3 separate regions of the Mus musculus genome follow, and regions 1 and 3 are each linked to region 2. A link is a contact called in public HiChIP or PLAC-seq and promoter capture Hi-C data. All regions are on one chromosome and are shown on one strand. Each heading gives the region's core, a stretch centred on a gene start, on an enhancer-like site or on the middle of the called end of the contact. The rest is flanking DNA. Distances are from core to core; before and after follow the strand shown. Region 1 holds the start of Psmd2 (proteasome (prosome, macropain) 26S subunit, non-ATPase, 2). Region 2 holds the start of Ranbp1 (RAN binding protein 1). Region 3 holds the start of Vwa5b2 (von Willebrand factor A domain containing 5B2).

Region 1 (4,267 bases), core at 822-3,321, 2.4 Mb before region 2:
TAATTTAAATATTCTACCTAAATAACTATAAATTAAATGATCTAGAAAGATCACTGTAACTGCAGTATGATAGGCAGATGATGTGGGAGTCAAGGACAAAAGCAAGCCAATTAGGAGGCTACTCAAAATACACTGCAAAGTAAAGACTTCTGGGTCACAGTTGCACCAACAGGACAAATGTGACTCAACTGAGGGTTTTTAAGACATAAAAGGGGCTCACAACCATCCGTAATGAGATCTGACGCCCTCTTCTGGTGCATCTGGAGACAGCTACAGTGTACTTAGATATAATAATAAATAAATCTTAAAAAAAAAAGACATAAAAGGGATGAATGTACATGGGACAGAAGAGAGAGAAGGGACATTAAATATAAGCCTTAGAAAGCCAGGCATACTGGCTTATGCCTCTAACCCCAGCACTCCAGATAGAGGCAGGAGGAGGAGGAAGGTCATAAAATAAAGTTCCGTCTAGGCCACACAGCCGAGTTTGAGGTCAGCTAGAGGGGCTGGAGAAAAGGATCAACACTTAGGAGGACTTCCTGCACGCTCATGAAGATCAGAGTTCAAATCCCAGCACCTATTAAGACATCCCAAAAACCTCCAAAAACCAAAATCAAAAAGACATCCCAAAACCAACTATAAAGACCGAGGGTCTTTAGGCATGCATAGGCGTGACACTTATGCATATGCACATGCATACAAGCACATGCATTCAGGCACACACATATATGCACACACTATAAAAATTTTAAATTAAGTCAGAAACACATCGTGCTAAGAAAATCTTAAGATATAATGAAGCAGAAACTTCTAAGGAGCTGAGAAGCATTCTCAGGCTTTCCACTGGAGAATCAGTCTCACTGTGATGAACTTTCCAGCTAGATGGGGTCCACTAGGCTTTCAGTGACTTAGCATTAAAAAAGGAATTATTCAACTGGACAGGTCCCAGCCATATTCTGAATTACCTTATTCTCCCCAGGGGCCATGTTCTCATAGATTTCCTTCAATTTGCCATAGTGTGGACGCAGAAATTTGAGAGGCTTGGGTACTGAAGTCATGGAAGTTGTAGAAGAACGAATTTGTCTTCTCAGTTCCTCCAGAGCTGGTCGATATAGAGATGTATCTTTCTCCTAATAGGGGATGTTAATGCTCAGACCAAAAGGAGTCACATTTCTCCACATCACGACCCATACATACTTAACCAATGCTTTGGTCAAAGACATAACTGGCTCCTATTTCATGATGCCTCAACCCCTGTAAATGACCTGAGACCCATGACCCCATTTAAATACCCTTTGTAACTCTTCCCTCAAATTATCGTAATATCTAATATGTGGTATCTAATTGTTGCCTCAAAATGAAATAGAGTAAACAAATGAGAAACATCAACTATACTCCCCCTGTAGTAACATCTTGACTCACCCCGAGTCGCTCCACGAGCATCTCCAGTTCATCTTGAAGCTGTTTGTCCTCCTCAGACTGGAGGGTTAGGGGAAGAAGCTCATCAAAAGTGGGGACCCGAATCACATTCTCCTCCCACTTACCCCGGGACAGGTGAAGAGTGTGAATGTCTATGGACAAGAAGAGGGCGTGGGATAGGGAAGCAGCCCTATAGGAAAGGCTGTCTACCTTAGGAACCAGGCAGACTCTGCTTGGAAGCCATTCTAGGAAATAACCAAAGAACCGCGATGTGATGGTGAGGGCCTCAGGGAGTGACAGTGCGTAATGGGGCGGGCAGGGTATAAAGAAAGGGTCGCCCCATCCTGAGTCTCCCCGGTGCGGTGGGCAGTACGGAGTCGGGCCCGAGGCCTTCGAGCCAGCAGTGACTCAGCCCAAGGCCTCCTCCTCGGGCTCCCCAGGCTGCGCCTCACCAGCTCCTGCTCTTTGTCTTTTTCCCCGGCATCCCTTCGCTCCTTGCCACTCGACTTCTCGTCCGCGCCGCTGGGGGTTGTCGCGGAGGGCTGTTGGGACTGCACGGGTGTCTTGTCTCGTCCACCCTCCTCCATCTCCGCCACTACTGCCGGCCTGCTGCGCGCGCACCTGCTCGCACCGCCCCTTTTCCCAGAAGGCCACGCGCGTTGTCCTCCAGACCGGAAGCGCCCTGCGGATCCCGAGTCCCGCCCTCTGGAGCAGGACGGGAATTACTGTTCCGGCTTCCAGCCCGAACGGCTACTGTTGAGTTAGGGTGTCTCTGTGCGTGCAAGGGTGGTCTGACTGCAGAGATGCCTAGCTCTCCGATCCTGTAGCTTCACCACAACTGGATGCATGGTACGATGAGAAGGTCATCCTGAAGACAGGACGTCCATACATGTTCATGCTTGCTTTAGTCCTCTGTAGGAGATTTCTATGAGCTCAAAACTCTTCAAGTCTTGACCGAGTCTGTGTGACTTCGGTGTAATTATGCCACTACTACTGTGGAATAGTAACCGCAAACCATTTCCCCCAAAGTGAAGATGAAATTTACTTATTTATTATCCCAGGTTAGCCTCGAACTTACTTTCTAGCAGAGAATAACTTCATTACAGACATGAGCTGCTGATGCGTGTAGATCTTGGATTCTAGGCATAACCATCCATTTCCACTGCCAATGACTTCTTCAGCCTTTGGAGAGAGATTGAACAGCCCATTGCTGCTCTGCCTGTTCTATAGCCGTATAGTCCTCTGTAGGAAATGTCTACCGGTTTCTGTTTCTATGACTTCTATCACAGATAAGAATACATACATACGTACATACATGCATACATATATCAGGCACATACCATATGTATGGTATATAAATATTTAGTATGTATATTTCATGTATACATATGTGTGTATATGTATATATGTGTGTATATGTATATATATATATATATATAATCAACAGTCACATACCAATTAGTATGTTGGAGATGAATTGGAAATTGTGCCCTAAAAGGTTTATCAAGAAGCTGATGAGTCCAGATGAAGAGGATATGAAAAGCTGTTGGGATATATTTCAAGTTATTTTGTAGGAATACATTGTTTTGAAATAAAAACTTGGAAAAATGTGGGAAACTCAAACTTTCAAAACATGATATTAGAAACAAATCCTGCCATGCACCAGCAGTGTGGTTTTGGTAAGCTACCTAAATTAAGTCTGTTTTCTGCCTATGTGAAGTACAAAAAGTTTCTCTTGTAAGAACACTTAAAGAATGAAATGAGCTGGGCAGTGGTGGCGCACACCTATAATCCCAGCACTTGGGAGGCAGAGGCAGGCAGATTTCTGAGTCCAGCCTGGTCTACAGAGTGAGTTCCAGGACACAGAAAAACCCTGTCTCAAAAAAAAACAAAAAAAAAAAAAAAAGAAAAGAAAGAAAGACAGACAGAAAGAAAGAAATGAGCCAGGCATCGTGGCCCATACTTTCAATCCCAATATTTGGGATTAAATAAGGAGGCAAAGGCAGGTGGATCTCTGTGTGTTCAAGGCTAGCCTGGTCTACAGAGTGAGTTCTAAGCAAGCCAGGAACTACACAATGAGACCCTGTTGAAAGTTTTAATAGTGTCTAACTTTTTACACCACTTGGGGTGATAATGCTCCCCTCAAGAGCCAACGACTAACACAATCTCAGGGCCAGGCATAGAAAACCTTCCTCAGAGTTGTTGGTCAGGAGGGTCCGAGAGACTCCTAAAACAATATAAGCTATTGCTGTTGTCCTTGGTTGCCTACCAGAACTTGAAGGTAAGGCTTTGTTGCTAAGGAATTGAGTGGAACTGACCTGGAGGCCTCTTCCCTGAGGTCTGGCTCTCACAATGTCTTAAGGCGCTCTGTAAGCTGCCAAAGAGAAGAGCAATCAATAGTCCTAGCCAGCTGTAAATCGTATAAATCAGAATGACCAGCTCAGTGTAACACTCCCAAAGCTGCAACAACGTCACTTTATTTTGAGGGTAACCAACAACCACCTAATTGGACTTGAGTCCTGCTCAGCAGGAGGGAATTCCTGCTAAGTACTATAAATCTAGCCAACTAAGATTGCCATTAAAGCTACATAATGATATTGGGTCAGTCGCTATTTTTTGTATGTGATATTTTCCCAAAAGACAAGTGTTTTGTGGAGATTTTTACTGTTAACTTTAGAAATGACAGCAGACAATATATTCACTGATAACCAGGTAGGGATTATATTATGACCCTACCATTTATAATTTGATCATCCTACACGTTTCACATTTCTGAATATCCTCCAAGTTGGTATTCCATCTGTAAGGAATACCCTTCAGTTTTCAGTTGGTAAATCCTAGCATCCTC
Region 2 (4,603 bases), core at 1,758-4,257:
TTCCCTCCCTCTGTGTTTATGCTCACAAGGGGTATGCTACCTGGAAGAATGCATGAGGGGAGATGCGGAAGGTCAGCCCTAGCAGGTCTTCCTGAATGCACTGGTCGCCAGCCATATGCTCCAGGGGCAGGCCTTCCTGGCTGGGAGTCTTTCTATACAAGAGAAAACAAATCTGTCAGGGTCACTGGTCTGTCTGGCCCCTCCTGCCTCCACCTGGGCTCCTCACCTCTGTCCCTCCTCCACAAAGTAGAGGGAGGTCACCCCACTGGCCTTGCCTGGCCCCTCCATGAAGTGGCACACCAGGGAGGCCTTTAGTCCTGCCACCTCCTCAGAGCTCAGTTTCTGTAGTAGATGATATAAAACTCCCATCAGGCTATGCAAAAGCCAACCTATACCAGACACATCCCCCAACAGGACCACCACCTGAGACCTGGGGATGGAAGTAGGCAATGGCCATGGCCTGGCCTCGGCTGCTGGTACGAACAGTCAGTTGCTTCCAGTGGCCTGTATATGTCTCAGGGTCATATGCCGAGTATGGTGTGGAACTGAAGAAACCACAAATATACTCAGTGTGTGCCCATCTGTCCTGGTACCTTGTCCCCTTACCCCACATCCACAACTGCCAGTGCAGGGGCCACCCCCCTTGTCCCAGATGGATCAGGGACTTCCCAGAAGCCCAGCCCCAGGCAAGGTCCCCACCGGATGAATTCCTGGAAGGCCTTCACCACCTGCTTAGTGGCCTCTGGAATGTGCACAGTGTCAAAGGGAGCTGCCACAGCACATGTTCCACCCTTGTACTTGCCAAGCCGGCAGCCAACTGTGTTGTCCTTGCCGTCTACCCCAACTCCGACCAGGAATTCACATTTATTACGATATTCAGTCTGTAGGAGTGTAGTAAAGAGTCAGATCTCAACCTTGATTACCCAGCACTGGAAGAAGAAATACCATAGTGAACAAAAGACCCAGATTTGCCCAAGGGGTAACAGAACAAGATTTTACTGCTGGCTTATCAAACATTGGGAAGAAATGAAAAGCAAGAAAAATATCAAAGAGCATATGCATAATAAAATTGACATGAACAAGGGCCAGCCTCCCAAGCCCCCCCATCCCCATACACACAGAATGGGATTTCTCTGACCTGCTGGGGTGATGGCTTGACCCCCTCCAGGGGGCAACAAGCTTTATTGTGCTGTTGTCTCTGTAAAAGCAGCCAGGGTAGCAGGGCACGATTAGTGTTCCCAATTTCTCTGCAGGATGAAATACATCATGGTTGGATTTAACACTGTTCCCCATCCATACTGGGCAATTCATTTGCGACCTCACTATCCCTCTGTTGTGGGCCTTATGAGTTCTTTCGTTGACCACTTCAGACTGGTGGTTCTCAACCTTCCTAATGGTGCCTGTGATCCTGTAATCATGTTGTGATCCCCGACCATAACATTTTTTAATTTTGTAGTTGTAATCTGCTAATGTTGTGAATCATGATGTAAATGTGTTTTCTGATGGTCTTAGGCAACCCCTCTGAAAGTCTGGTGACCCACTGGTTCCCACCAATGGTACAGAACCATTGACATAAACTCTGTGTGTATCTTGAATTGCTTACATGGCTAATGGACCAGGCCAAGAGCAAAACCCAGCTCTGCTTGGGATGTCAGCACCACACTCACTTGGCCAGTTTCTGTAGCACCCGCTCACATTCCAGTCGCTTCTGCTCCAGCTGCTCAGTGTAGGGCACTGTCCACAGAGGGGTCACCACATCGGCAATTTGTGTTACTGATGGCTCACTATCACCTTCTTGCCGCCTCTTCCTAGCCATGGGGTCAGCCTTGGGTCGGGCCAGGCGTACGCTGAGCGGACAGCCTTTCCAGAGAGCACCGTGCAGCACTCGCAAGGCCTTGTCTCGTTCAGCAGCGCTTCGGAATGTTACAAAGGCACATGGTGGCTGTCCAAAGAGTTTGATTTTGTGGGACTGTAGACCAAAACGGCCTAGAAAACGCCGGACGTCACTGAAGCTGGCGTGGCGAGGTACATTTTGGAGCTCCAGTTTAAAGATTTCTGATGTGAACAAGTCATCCCTTATGTAGCTGTAGAGCCCAGGCTGCGTTCCAGGCCCTGCAGCTGGCCCAGGCCCTGCTTCCTCTTTTTGACATAGTGGGGCCGCAGAGCTGGGTACAGCACTGGCATCCTGGCCGCAGTCCTCCATGGGCTCCGGAACCTACGTGGGAACAGACGGGCCTGGCTGAAGGCTCTAATTGGTATGACTCGCTCCCCCAAACCGCTGACAGATCTCCATTAGTGCACACTCCACGAAGCCCTGGAGAAACCCGTTCTTTTACTCTCGAGACCCAATTCTCCCCCATCCTATCTTTGATCCGACAGTAATGACTGCTGCCCCAACCCACCTCCGCCCACCCCGTCCACATCTCCTGCACGTCTCCCTTTGCTTTACTTCCGCGGCCGGCTCACTCATCTCCTGGCTCGTCTGTTGCCCGGACCAGGGTGCTCACGAGGACCACCGGCTCGGCCTCCCACCCAACAAGGGCGCAGATACGAGGTACGCCGCCGTGAAGGTAGACCGCAGCTCCACACAGGGACTCAAAACTCGGGTGCTCAGAGCTGGGACTGAGGTTTGCGGATGCACTGTCCCCAAGGGCCACACGCTGCGCCTGCCTTCGGCTGGCCAGCGCACACTAGCTGCGTCTCCTCTCTCTAAGGGCTTGGTTCCGATGACGTCACCGCCGCGCGCCGAGTCCCGACTGATCCTTCCAGCAGCCGCTCACGCCAGCGTCGGAGGCACTCAGCCTGCAGGCGGAAGTGCGCGCGTGGGTCGCCGGGAGAGCGCGCTCCCCGGGCTGAGGCGCGGCCGGGCATGCGCCGCGGGCGTTTTGGCGGGAAGCGCGGGGCGGGCCGGACAATGAATGTCCGCTGTCGGAGCCAATAAAGCTACACTGGTTTTGAATCACTGCGCGTTTCCCGCCGCTGGGGTCAGGGGTCAGGGTTCGGGTCGGGGGGCGGAGGGAAGAGCGGACGGGCGGGAGCGCCGGCGCCAGACGCGGAGGAAAGGAGCTGCGACTAGCCGCCCAGAGGCCGCCGAGCCAGCGACGCCTGAGCTAGTCGAGCCACCGTCGCCGCGCCCCCATGGCGGCCGCCAAGGTACAGCGAGGCCCGGGTGGGGCAGGGCAGCCGGAGAGGCAAGGGCCGCTATGGGCGGCCACGTGGGCGGCCCGCGCCTCGGCCTCCAACCCTCGCTGGCTTGCGGGTTCGGGGCCTGTCGAGGCGCCTGGGCCTGGGGTGCTCGAGGTCTTTGGGGGTCCGCGAGTGGGAGCTGCTGGCCAAGACTCCGATCTCGGGGTCTACAGGGCGGCGCGTGACCTTGTGGTCTGCGGATGAACAGCCATGCCCAAACTGGGCTCCCGGCTTCACCTGGGGACCTGGAGGTGGCCGATCTCCTCCGTCGTGGCCCACTTGTGATCTTCCCATTAGGGGCGGCAATCCTCCTTCCAGTTGCACGCAGACCCCTTCATTCATTAGGACATTGCGCCTTCGGTGGGGAAAGCTCGCGTCCCAGCGCAGGGTACAGATATTAGACGCGCGGACTCTGGGCGGGGGCGGCTTTGTTGGTGGCTCGTGTGTCGGCCGCAGCTTAGCCGCAGTGCTGAGAAACCGAACGAAAGGTTTCTGTTTCTTTATCCTGTTGAGTTAGGTAGTGAGTCTGGGATTTCTCTATATTATCAAAGCACGTGATCTTGTCAGATTTAAACATGCATGTCCTTGTAATTCTCCAAGTTGAGTCAGAATCTTAGAGCTTATTTGTCATACTTTTCCTAGCTTCTTTCGGCTTAAAATTTCAAGCTTGGGTATTATTGCTGGAGGGATTGTAAACTAACAAGTGCTTGGATAACCCTCAGTAAAAACTGTTACGGCTGCTCTTCCTTTTGAGTATATCATGTTCTTTTTCATGGTGGGTATTTTTTTTTTTAACAGAAGAGGAAGTTTCTCCCAAGCTACTTTGCCAAGGACTTGGGTGTGTGTAACCCATTGATGTTTGAGTGTGTAGGAGTGTCAAAATACACAGTCTTGTTTCATGATATCCTGTGATTTTTTTTTTTTTTTTTGTGATGCTGGTTGTAAATACAATCAGATGATGTGAAAGATAAAACCAAAGGCTTAATTTCCAATTTGGGGAGGCATTTTCCAGATGCCATTTGTGATTGATGATGCCCATTGTGGACCGAGTCCACCAGCCAGCAACATCACTCTACCTTCTCTACACAGGACAGTCACGAGGACCATGATACTTCCACAGAGAATGCAGATGAGTCCAACCACGACCCCCAGTTCGAGCCAATAGTTTCTCTTCCCGAGCAAGAAATTAAAACGCTGGAGGAAGATGAAGAGGAACTTTTTAAGATGTAAGTCTGTTAAGGGGTCCTGGAAGTATCTTTAGATAGGCTGACTGAGACAGAGAGAAAAAAGAGTGGACAGGAAGCAGGTCTCTGCAGGCTATTTCTTTCACATTTTGCAGTACCCAGCAACCATAGTTGGACCACTTATGTTTACCTCTTCAATTTCTAGAGGAGCCAGCCAAGCTAGGAATTCTGTC
Region 3 (4,590 bases), core at 205-2,704, 2.3 Mb before region 2:
CAAGAACCTGAGCTGGCATTCGAGGGCGCGGGCTCGGGCTCGGGCTCGGAGCTTACCCTGTGCGCAGCGGCGGGGTGTAGAGGTCCCTAGTCCCGGGCCCAGAGCGCGACAGCAGGCGGCCTGTGATCGGCGCCGGCTATGCAACTGGAAGGAGACGCGCCGTCCGGCCGCCTCGGCCTCGAAGCCAGATACCACCTCCGCCTCAGCCAGAGGGTACACGAACACGCCTGCGAGCAGGAACAGGCAGACCTGCTCTCGAACCCCACCTGGCATTTGCTACCTCCCCGCGCCCGCACCAGGTCTCACCTTCCACCGGCTGGGGCTGTGGGTTGTGGTAGGTAAGCCGGGCACGCAGGCTGAGGCAGGGTCCCTTGGCATAGGCCCGGACGCAGGAGTCGGTGAGCGGCAGCGGCGTCCAGCTGGTGGGGCAGTACAGGCCAGGCATGGTGCCCACCCTGCGTGAACAGGGGCTGGATGAGGGGCACCTCGCTCCAGCGTCATGAAAACTAGCTATGCCACCTGACCCTATCGGGTACCTGGGGACCTGGGGATGAAAGCTTGCAGAGGGAGCAAGGCTGAGTCGGGAGACCCCCCCACCCCCACCCCCACCCCCAAGCCGCAGCGTCCAAGCAGACAGGTGGCGGGGCAGATAACAAGAGGGGTGTGTGTGTGTGCAAGGATGGAAAGATGGGCATCCTCGCCCGTTACCTGGGTAGCAGGAGCAGGGAACAGCTCTCCGCAATGGGGGAATGGAGGGTTAATGGTTAACCCTCCAGTCCAGGCGTCCTCCAGTCCCGCTGCGGGTTGCGAGCCGGGGGCTTGGGGGGTGGTGCCCACAGCTGTTCCTGCACCTTCTCGGGGCCTCACCACCGCCCCCGTACCTGCCCCCTGCCTCCTGGCTCTCCACGGTTGCCAGCTGTCGGAAGTGGTGCTTCTGGAGAGATGGAAGATACTCTGGGTGGAAAGCAAAGGTTTAAAGGGCCAGCATTGCCCTAGGCGCCCCTAGCTCACAAGGGTCCCCAGGGACAGGGTGAGGTCGGGAGCTGAAAAGGCTGCAGTCTTTATCTCTCCTTGCCTTTCGTGACTGGAGTACTGAGAGAGGCTGTAGACCGTCTTGAAAGGTTGCAGTAGGAAGAACTAGAAAGGGACGGGAAAATGCGTCTCGGGAAGTCAGATGTGCAGAGGTGTCGCGGCAGCGGGAGTCCATGTCATCTGATCTAGAGCGGCTCTCCCCGCCCAGGCTGGCCTGAGACTAGGTAGCCACAGGGGATGCTACAGGGTGGGTCTTGGGATCGCCCCCTCCCTTTGGGCAGCCCAAGCCTCACCGTCACTTCTTGGTGGAGTTGTGGGGCGTCGCGACCAGACAAGAGTGGGTGATGCTTCCTCTGATGTCCAGACTGCCCCTTGTTCCTGCACCTGCGCGATCCACCTCGGAACTACCACTGAGATCCTGTGAGTCGGGAGAGGGGCGCCAGCCGGGCTGCTGGCTGGTAGTCCCGCCCGGGTTCCAAGAGGCCGCCCCTCCAGCCCGCCTCTGCCCCGCCCGCCACTGCGGAGGGGGCTGCGGCTCAGTTCCTTCGGGCACCGCACCGCCTCCGCGCGTCAGCTCAGGCCGGCAGAGCCAGGCAAGAGACCGCAGTGCAGAGAGCCAGTACCCCAGCCACTGCACGACCCCCACCAACGGCACAGTGAAGCTGAGCGCCCCCTCTCCATCCTTCTGGAGGTAAGGAGTTTCGTGAGCAAAACAGGGCGGCCGAGTCTGCAAACACATCCCCCCCTCTTCCCAACACTGCAGTGGCCCACCCACCACCACCCCGCCCTGGGTGGACTCCCGCTCACTGCAGTGACCCTCCCTCATCACCGCATCGGAAACCATTTAGGCCTCGCCCCCCACAAGAAGCAAATAGGTTATTGCAGAAACCTCCCCTTTCGCGGCATGTGCCTTCGTTTGTGTGCTCACCAAAGCGGTTGCCCTCAATCCAGTCTCCCCATCACTGCAGCGGCGTTCCCACCCGGAAGCACCCTGGGCTCCTTCACTGCAGTGTTGTTATACCCTTCCTTTTCTGGGAGTGGGGAGGATGCGCAGGACGGCTTCCTTGCACGAGGGCCTCCAGAGTAAAGCCTTCTAGCTTTCCCAAGGGTGCGGGGCTGCTCCTGTCACAGCAGTGGTCCCCGCCTCCCATTCGTCAGCCTAGCACCTAAGGTGGGGGCATTCTTGCTCAGAAAAACAGGCTCCTTGAAATTGGCAGGATTTTCGCGTGTTTCTCACTGCAAAACATTAGGAAGATCTGTAAAATCTCCTCTAGGATCTTGAGGGAAGAGTCTGGGAACCCCGGGAAGTGAGCGAAGGTAAGTATATTTGGGGTCACCCTTACAAGCACTCCTAAAGATGCCCTATTCCAATTCTGCAAAAAGAAGTTAAGGAGTGCTGTAGGTGGGAGCAGTCAGAACTGTGAGATTGAGGTAAGAGAGTTTTTGTTTGTTTTACATATAGACACCCAATAACTCACACCATTTGTTAAAATTACTATTTGGAGCCATGCAGTGGTGGTGCAGGAGAACTACACAGAGTTGGAAAAAAGCAAAACAAACAAATACAAACACACACACACACACACACACACACATACACACACACAATTAGGGATGGCTCAGTGGGTAAGGGTAAAAAGCACTTTGCTGACAAACCTGATAACCAGAGTTTAATTCCTGGGATCCACGTGGTGGAAAGAGAGTATTGACTCTCACAGGTACACGTGTGCTTTGCCTACATGAATGCACATAAATGACATGCACACCTGCTGAAAGACACCAGAAGAGGACAGCAGATGCCTTGGAACTGGAATTTGGGTGGTTGTAAGTTACAATGGAGGTGCTGGGAACCCTGGTTCTTTGCAAGAACAAGTGACTTTAATCTCTTAGCCATCTGCCATCTCTCCAATGCCAAACAGATGTTGTTTTTGTTTTTTGTTTTTTGTTTTTTGTTTTTTGTTTTTTTTTTTTGAGACAGGGTTTCTCTGTGTAGCCCTGGCTGAACTGGATCTCACTCTATAGACCAGGCTGGCCTCAAACTCAGAAATCTGCCTGCCTCTGCCTCCCAAGTGCTGGGATTAAAGGCGTGCACCACCACTGCCTGGCTTTAAATTAATTTTAAAGTGTTTTAAATACTATTTGGGGGAGGCAAAGAGAAGGATCATGATTTTGAAATCAATCTGGACTGTTATCTTTTTGTTTTGTTTGTTGTTTTTGTTTGTTTTGTTTTGTTTCATTTGGCTTTTTTCCCCAAGTCAGGGTTTCTCTGTGTAGCCTTGGATGCTCTGGAATTCACTTTGTAGACCAGGCTGTCCTCGAATTCACAGAGATCTGCCTGCCTCTGCCTAAGACCTTACCTTACAAATAAAATAAAATAAAATAAAATAAAATAAAATAAAACCCTAACTTTTCCTTGATTGAACTGCTTTTGTCAACAGTAAGTCTGTGGGCTTGTGAGATCGTGGCTCAGTGAGTAAAGGCATTTGCCACCATGCCCGGATAACCTGAGAACTGTCTCCAGAACCTGCATGGAAGAAGGCTGTGTATGATGGCATTATGTGCCCCTCCCCCACAAATATGCTCCCAAAATAAATACCATGTAACTTTAAAACTTTTAAATTAAAAACCACTTGGTTATGCTTGTCTGAGGGTAGCTTTTGGTTTTCTATTATGCTTAGATATTTATTATTTTGCCCATATCACAGTTTTGATATGAACAAATACTAAAGATAGATAAGGCAAGAAATTGTGTAAAAGGATTCCTCTATTCTTGTTTTTCAAAAATAATTTGAATTATTTTAGTTTTTTTGCCTTTCCATATAAATTGTAGAATAATCTTGCATATATGTACTTTTGGGAGTGGCATATATATATATATATATATATATATATATATATATATATATATAGTCTATCTATGTGGCCTTAGCTGTCCTAGAACTCTTGGTGTAAACCAGGCTGGCCTTAAACGAACAGAGATCTGTAGAGAGAATCTCTTGTGTGTGTACTGTGTGAACCCATCTCCTGCCAATAAAGAGCTGATGGCCTAATAGCAAGAGGCAGGAAATAGAAGGCTGGAATTCTGATAGAGATTGGAATTTCACCCTGGGCTCAGAGGAGACAGACTCATGAAACTGAAGAGAGGTAAATAGCCATATGGTATACATAGACTAGAATAAATGAGATATTTGTCATTAGCTAGTTGGGAACAAGCCCAAGCTTATGACCTAAGCATTTACTCATAAATAATTAAGTCTCAGAGTCATTATTCTGGGAACAAAATACTCCTGGTTACAGAGATCCACAAGCATATGCCTCCTATGTACTGGGATTAAGGATATGATTAACAAGGATATCCTGACAAGGCTTCAGGTTTTCGAGACAGTCTTGATAGTGTAGTTCAAACTATGTTCACACTCATAGCAGTCTTTCCTGCCTCAGCCCGCACCACAGCTGGCTCAGCTAATCTTTCTGTTTGCTTGAGACAGAATCTCTCTGTGTAGCCCTAGCTGTCCCGGCTCTCGCTCTGTAGACCAAGCTGGTTTCAAACTCACAGAG

Evidence for each region. HiChIP or PLAC-seq counts read pairs in DNA pulled down with a chosen protein or histone mark. Capture Hi-C pulls out chosen DNA fragments and counts their contacts.
Region 1: a contact with region 2 is called in a promoter capture Hi-C map of adipose tissue, with 4 times the contacts expected there. The contact joins the promoter of Psmd2 here to the promoter of Ranbp1 in region 2. A contact is called at or near these places in 7 of 39 promoter capture datasets (the C10 cell line, cranial neural crest, frontonasal cranial neural crest and 4 more), 1 of 115 datasets of contacts at active chromatin or transcription factors (astrocytes) and 2 of 9 other capture datasets (adipose tissue and liver).
Region 3: a contact with region 2 is called in an H3K4me3 HiChIP or PLAC-seq map of stem cell-derived neural progenitor cells, with 4 times the contacts expected there. The contact joins the promoter of Vwa5b2 here to the promoter of Ranbp1 in region 2. A contact is called at or near these places in 4 of 39 promoter capture datasets (cranial neural crest, hippocampal neurons, liver and 1 more) and 2 of 115 datasets of contacts at active chromatin or transcription factors (large pre-B cells and stem cell-derived neural progenitor cells).

The regions. Positions count from the first base shown.
Region 1 is chr16:20,649,456-20,653,722 of GRCm38.p6, reverse strand. It overlaps Psmd2 (proteasome (prosome, macropain) 26S subunit, non-ATPase, 2), which reads right to left and starts at 2,071. Exons shown (of 21, transcript NM_134101.2): 1 at 1,872-2,071; 2 at 1,423-1,479; 3 at 966-1,130. The coding sequence starts at 2,006.
Region 2 is chr16:18,247,098-18,251,700 of GRCm38.p6, reverse strand. Ranbp1 (RAN binding protein 1) reads left to right here and starts at 3,007. Exons shown (of 6, transcript NM_011239.2): 1 at 3,007-3,153; 2 at 4,276-4,412. The coding sequence starts at 3,139. Trmt2a (TRM2 tRNA methyltransferase 2A) reads right to left here and starts at 2,818. Exons shown (of 12, transcript NM_001080999.2): 1 at 2,450-2,818; 2 at 1,668-2,215; 3 at 1,139-1,247; 4 at 700-881; 5 at 431-545; 6 at 227-342; 7 at 41-152. The coding sequence starts at 2,470.
Region 3 is chr16:20,587,017-20,591,606 of GRCm38.p6, reverse strand. Vwa5b2 (von Willebrand factor A domain containing 5B2) reads right to left here and starts at 1,454. Exons shown (of 20, transcript NM_001384105.1): 1 at 709-1,454; 2 at 307-455; 3 at 57-227. The coding sequence starts at 445. Gm35685 (predicted gene, 35685) reads left to right here and starts at 1,005. Exons shown (of 3, transcript NR_168482.1): 1 at 1,005-1,723; 2 at 2,307-2,349; 3 at 3,471-3,646.